Regions from separate parts of the Mus musculus genome. Here region 2 is linked to region 1. A link is a contact called in public HiChIP or PLAC-seq data. All regions are on one chromosome and are shown on one strand. The core of a region is the stretch at or near the end of the contact, and the rest is flanking DNA. Distances in the headings are between cores, read along the strand shown. Region 1 has its middle 15 kb from the start of Gm26176. Region 2 holds the start of St8sia2 (ST8 alpha-N-acetyl-neuraminide alpha-2,8-sialyltransferase 2).

Region 1 (2,694 bases), core at 56-2,555:
CCTAGAACTCGGGAGGCAGAGGCAGGCAGATCTCTGAGTTCGAGGCCAGCCTGGTCTACAGAGAGAGTTCCAGGACATCCAGGGCTACACAGAGAAACCCTGTCCCGAAAAACCAAAACTTTGATCTCACTTCAGGACCCAGGAGACTGACTTGAGGGACTTGATGGATCACTTCATGTCTCTTCCCAATGTGGCCATACCGAATAAAGCTTCTTTTTCTGATTTCCTCTTTTACTTTGGGAGTTTTAGTTGGCTTGTTGAGGACGAGTGGCTAGACCTGATTGGGGGCACAGACACAAACACGTACAAATATGTACAGAGACAGACAGACAGACAGACAGACAGACACACACACACACACACACACACACACAGAGGCTAGGAGAGTATTCCAGCAGAATTCTTGCTTAGCATCTGTGACTTTGAGTTCTATGGTGGCTACTTGCAGAGGTTTTCTTTTCTTCTCTGAGACAAGGTCTCTTGTAGCTCAGGCTGGCTTGAGTTCTCTGTGTACCCAGGGATGGCCTTAAACTTCTGGTCTCCATGCTCCACATTGGAGCCATTACAAGTGTGCTGCCATACCTGGTTCAGGCTGTGTTGGGGGAGCAAACCTAGGATTTCGAGCAGGTTAGGCCAGCACTGTACCAACCGAGTCACATCACCAGCTCTGGACTCTCTTGATAGATTACAAAAAAAGGATGCACACTCACAGATGTGGTTGTCTGTCATGTGTGCCCTTTAATGTCTTATTTTATGCCAGATGTTTTTGAAAATAATTGAACAACCACCCAGAGAAAGAAATGAATGGTATTCTCCAGCTCTTATCTGGAGGGGATGTTTGCCAATAAATGTTAAACTAGGAAGATCCAGGTGTGGTGGCGTATGCTTGCAATCCCAGTACTCCAGAGGCTAAGGCAGGAGGATCATCGGTTCAAGGACAAATTCCTGTCTTTAAACAAAAAAAAACAAACGATTTGGCATTAAGGTGAAAAAAAGAAAGCTAAAGTAAATTAAACTTGGTTAGTTGACTTTCTTGATTCTCAGTAAATATAAACCATTGACCCCCCCACGGGGATTTTGGTAGTAGTTAAATCATAGCAACACGACAGAGATTCTATCTTTCCATTATTCAGGGGTTGAATTCAAAGTGCTTCATCTAAACGACTCGAAGGCTAACCCTGGACTGTGCCCCCCCTTACCCCATCTCAGCAGGTGCTTTAGTGCATGCTTCCGGGTTCCATCCCCTCTAAGCTATCCATAGCAACAAGGAACACGCAGAAGATGAACTCGACGGCTTCTTCTGAATTAGTGCTTATGTCAGACCCAGAGGCCCAGCTGAAGGGCTGATGGGACCCCCTTTGTGCAGAGTGAATGCTGCCTGATTGCTGAGGCAGCTCAGCTGTCAGAGCAAATCACTCTCATTTGTTCGACAGCCTCTCCAGGGCCCAGCACTTCTGCGGTATCTGCTCCTCTTTTGGCCAGGGTATGAGAGGGTCAGATTTTTCTTCTTCCCCTTCCTTAGACGCCTGAGAACACATAACACTGTGATAGACAGGTGAGTGAGTCATGTGTGTCCTAGATGTGTGTCATTTTTCTTTCTTTTTTATTTATTTATTTATTTTTTTTTTCTTTCGAGACAGGGTTTCTCTGTATAGCCCTGGCTGTCCTGGAACTCACTTTGTAGACCAGGCTGGCCTCAAACTCTGAAATCCACCTGCTTCTGCCTCTCGAGTGCTGGGATTAAAGGCATGTGCCACCACACCCAGCTTCTCCTTCTTCTTCTTCTTCTTCGGTTTACTTATTTATTTTGTGTATATGAGTACAATTATAGCTGTCTTCAGACACACCAGTAGAGGGCATCAGATCCCATTACAGATGATTGTGAGCCACCATGTGGTTGCTGGGAATTGAACTCCGGACCTCTGAAAGAGCAGTCAATGGTCTTAACTACTGAGCCATCTCTCCAGCCCCATTTTTCTGTTTTAAATAATCCACTTAATTTATTTATTAAAAATTTCCTAGCCGGTCGTGGTGGCGCACGCCTTTAATCCGAGTACTTGGGAGGCAGAGGCAGGCAGATTTCTGAGTTCAAGCCCAGCCTGGTCTACAAAGTGAAAAAAGAAAGAAAGAAAGAAAGAAAAAACAAAAAAAAAAAAACCAAAACAAACAAACAAACAAAAATTTCCTGGGGTTTGGAGCGGTGGCTCAGCAGCTAAGAGCTCTGATTGCTCTTCCAGAGGTCCTGAGTTCAATTCCCAGCAACCACATGGTGGCTCACAACCACCTATAATGGGATCTGAGGCCCTCTTCTGGTATATTAGAAGACAGTGATGGTACTCATATACATAAAATAAGTAAATTTTTTTGGTTTTGTTTTTTGAGACAGGGTTTCTCTGTATAGCCCTGGATGTCCTGGAACTCACTTTGTAGACCAGACTGACCTCGAACTCAGAAATCTGCCTGCCTCTGCCTCCCGAGTGCTGGGATTAAAGGTGTGCGCCACCACGCCCGGCTCTAAATTTTTTTTAAAGATTTATTTATTTACTACATGTAAGCACACTGTAGTTGTCTTCAGACACACCAGAAAAGGGCGTCAGATCTCGTTACAGATGGTTGTGAGCTACCATGTGGTTACTGGGACTTGAACTCAGGACCTCTGGAAGAGCAACCAGTGCTCTTAACCCCTGAGCCATC
Region 2 (2,694 bases), core at 95-2,594, 380 kb after region 1:
GCTCTCAGGGACCTCACCCTTTTACTGAAGGCCACCTCAGAGCCTTGCTGCCTTCCTACATGTTCCACCACGGTTTGGAGGCTCCGGACATGGGTCGGGCTCCGCGTGCAGAAGACTGTAGGATCGGGAGCCAGCTTCAGCCCACGGGACACCCTGATTGATGAGCCCAGCTCAGTTAGACAGCTCATTCCAAGAAGTCCCGAACCAGGCACAGCTGGAGGTGTGGTCCCGCCTACCTCTGAAGAGATAGGGACAAGCTGAGATCGCGCGCTCCTGGGGACCCCGAAGCCCACCGGGCGGCGTTGGAGACTTTCCGACAACCTCCCCGGGTCTTGGCGCCGGCTGTGAGCGCTCAGCAACCTGGGGTTGCCTGGGGCCGTCGCAGGGTTGTCAGAGCACCCAAAGCCAGGGGAGAGCCCTGGTCTCCAGCACCGCGCGCCACACCTTTAGCGGTGCTACCCCCCACGCCCGGATCCTGGGCTGGCCGGCGGGAGGCGTGGGTGCGTACCGGTGTGTTCAGGGCACATTCCCCTTCCCAGGAGTCGGTACGGAGCCCTTCCCACTCATCTCCCGCCAGGGGATTCCCCTCCCCCAGCTCAGAGATCCCCCGCGCGCCCCCTGCCCACTTTGCCAAGGCGAGAAAACGGCCGAGCCGGAGACAAAGAAACTCCTGCCTGCCTCCACTCTCCGTCCTTCTACCCGCCCGAGACACTCCCCGGCGCCCTCCCTCGACCCCGGCGACACCGCGCGCGCACACGCCGGGGGAAGGGACTAGGGGACAGGGAGCAGGGTGGGTGAGTCCGCTTTCCCCACGCCGCGCGGCTACAGCTGCCCGTGCACCCCGCCCGGGGACGCCCCTCGGCAGCCGCGCCCCCATCATCCACTCCCTAAAGCGTCCCGGGCCCCTGACACTGCCACCCCCAGCCCAAACCGCCGGCACTATCCCTCCAGCTGAGCGACAGGGGGGCGCGGCGCACACAAAGCGGATGGGGAGTAAGGAGCCCAGGGGAAGAAGAGATCCCGCCGGGGATGGGGCACGGGCTCAGGGAGGCTATTTACCCGATTTCTTCTTCGATCTCTGAGATGTCTGCGAAGATGAGGAAGACCACGAGCAGCGTAAGCGCGGCCAGCATCCAGCTCCGGAACTGCAGCTGCATGGTGGGGTCGGTGCCCTCCGGGACCCGCGCGCGGGCCGGGGCGAGGAGCTGGGGCTGAAGGAGCCTCCGCGCTCCACGCGCAGCAGGGCACACACCCTGCGCTCCGGGCGAGTCCTGGCCGGCGGCGGCCAAGGCGACAGCAGCAGCAACAGACAAGGGTTGCTCTGGCGCGGCGAGCCCGCTCGCTCTCTCTCCGCTCCTGCCCGCCCCTCCCCTCCCCTCCCTCCTTCTCCCCCCCCCCTTTCCCCCCCGCCCCGCACTGGGCTCCAGGCGCAGTTTGACAGCTTTGCTCCGCGCCTTGCCTGGTCTCCTCCCACTAACTCTAGCGGCCACCCACCCGCCTTTGCTTTTCCTGCCCGAGAGGGCTCAGGGAGCTTGCCACTCCCGGCCTAGGAAGGCTGGGCTCCGGCCATCGAAAGCGACCCGGAGACTGAGCTGAGCCAGACAACTCGGAGCACCCGGGGCTGCTTGGCAAACGCCTAGCGTCGCTCGCTCTTTGTCCAGCGCCCTCGCTTCCTCTCAAAGTTTTCCCGACACAAAGACTAGCACCTTGGGGACGGTCTCCGGCGCGCTGCGAGGAGGCGGTATCCTCTGGGCTACGCTTCAGCAGTTGACGAATTGAAAGGGGAAGTGGAAGAGAGGAGGGGAGAAGAAATGGGCAAGAGGGGCCAACTTCACCAGCGATGTTCATGGCAATTGGTGGGCGAGGTGCTCAGCCTGCACAACACCACCTTCTCTATGGGCGGTCATCTCTGTCCATTTATAGACCCAAGCCCGGGAGCATGGAACTCTCGAGTTGTTTGAGGTCATGGCTAGAACCCAGGGATCCCCGTAGTACCTGCTCTACTTCCAAGAGCAGGCATAGTACCCACATTGTGGCTGGTACTGTACGTGCTTCATCCCCTTAGCTCGTGCTCTTTTCTGGTCTAATCAATAAACCCCTGGAGTCCTATCATGATCAAAAGGCCTTCTAGAAAAATACACTTCCCACAAAGGGAGATGCTCCTCCCCCCCACCCCATACCGAACGATTTCCCTGCTTCAGACCCTTTTAGCTCACTTTACCGTTACCTTTTGCCCTGCTGCGTCAAGAGGGAAGAACCCATTCATTAAGTTTTACTAGAACTAGATTACAACACACACACACACTGGATGTAACTTTTCAGAAGAAGCCAGATCGTCCTTTGGTTAGTGAAGGGTCCTAGAGGTTGCTTGTCAGAGGCGTTGAGAATGTCAATGCAGTGCCCTACTGTTTGGGAAGCACCTGTAGATAAACAGAGATGCCCAGTCGGTTGTCCTCCAGAACAACTCCAAGGAGGAGCTAGTAGTTCCCTTAGTGTAGTTCCCGTGTCTCTCCCAGGCCAAGGTGTGAAGGTCTAGGGAGCTCCCCACACTTCTTCATTGAGGAACAGGCTAAAGGGAGTGGTCTCTGCAGGAGGCCTGCTGGGTTTTGTTGCTGTTTTTATTTTTATTGTTGTTGTTGTTGGTGGTGGTACTGGTGGTAGTGGTGTGATTCAGGACAAGCTCTCACCTGCAGG

The links. HiChIP or PLAC-seq counts read pairs in DNA pulled down with a chosen protein or histone mark.
Region 2: an H3K4me3 HiChIP or PLAC-seq map of embryonic forebrain shows a contact between it and region 1, with 5 times the contacts expected there. The contact joins the promoter of St8sia2 here to the enhancer-like site in region 1. A contact is called at or near these places in 6 of 39 promoter capture datasets (cranial neural crest, embryonic stem cells, maxillary cranial neural crest and 2 more), 2 of 484 Hi-C or Micro-C datasets (cerebral cortex and cortical neurons) and 13 of 115 datasets of contacts at active chromatin or transcription factors (craniofacial prominence, differentiating embryonic stem cells, embryonic basal ganglia and 7 more).

What each region holds. Positions count from the first base shown.
Region 1 is chr7:73,629,611-73,632,304 of GRCm38.p6, forward strand. No RefSeq gene overlaps it. Among named protein-coding and RNA genes, the nearest start is that of Gm26176, 15 kb to the right of the region's middle. Within about 2 kb of position 1,306, at least 14 of the 459 cell types and tissues checked have an H3K27ac peak or open chromatin away from gene starts, as enhancers often do. A contact at or near this core is called in embryonic basal ganglia and embryonic forebrain, where this site is marked.
Region 2 is chr7:74,012,338-74,015,031 of GRCm38.p6, forward strand. St8sia2 (ST8 alpha-N-acetyl-neuraminide alpha-2,8-sialyltransferase 2) reads right to left here and starts at 1,345. Exons shown (of 6, transcript NM_009181.2): 1 at 1,060-1,345. The coding sequence starts at 1,157.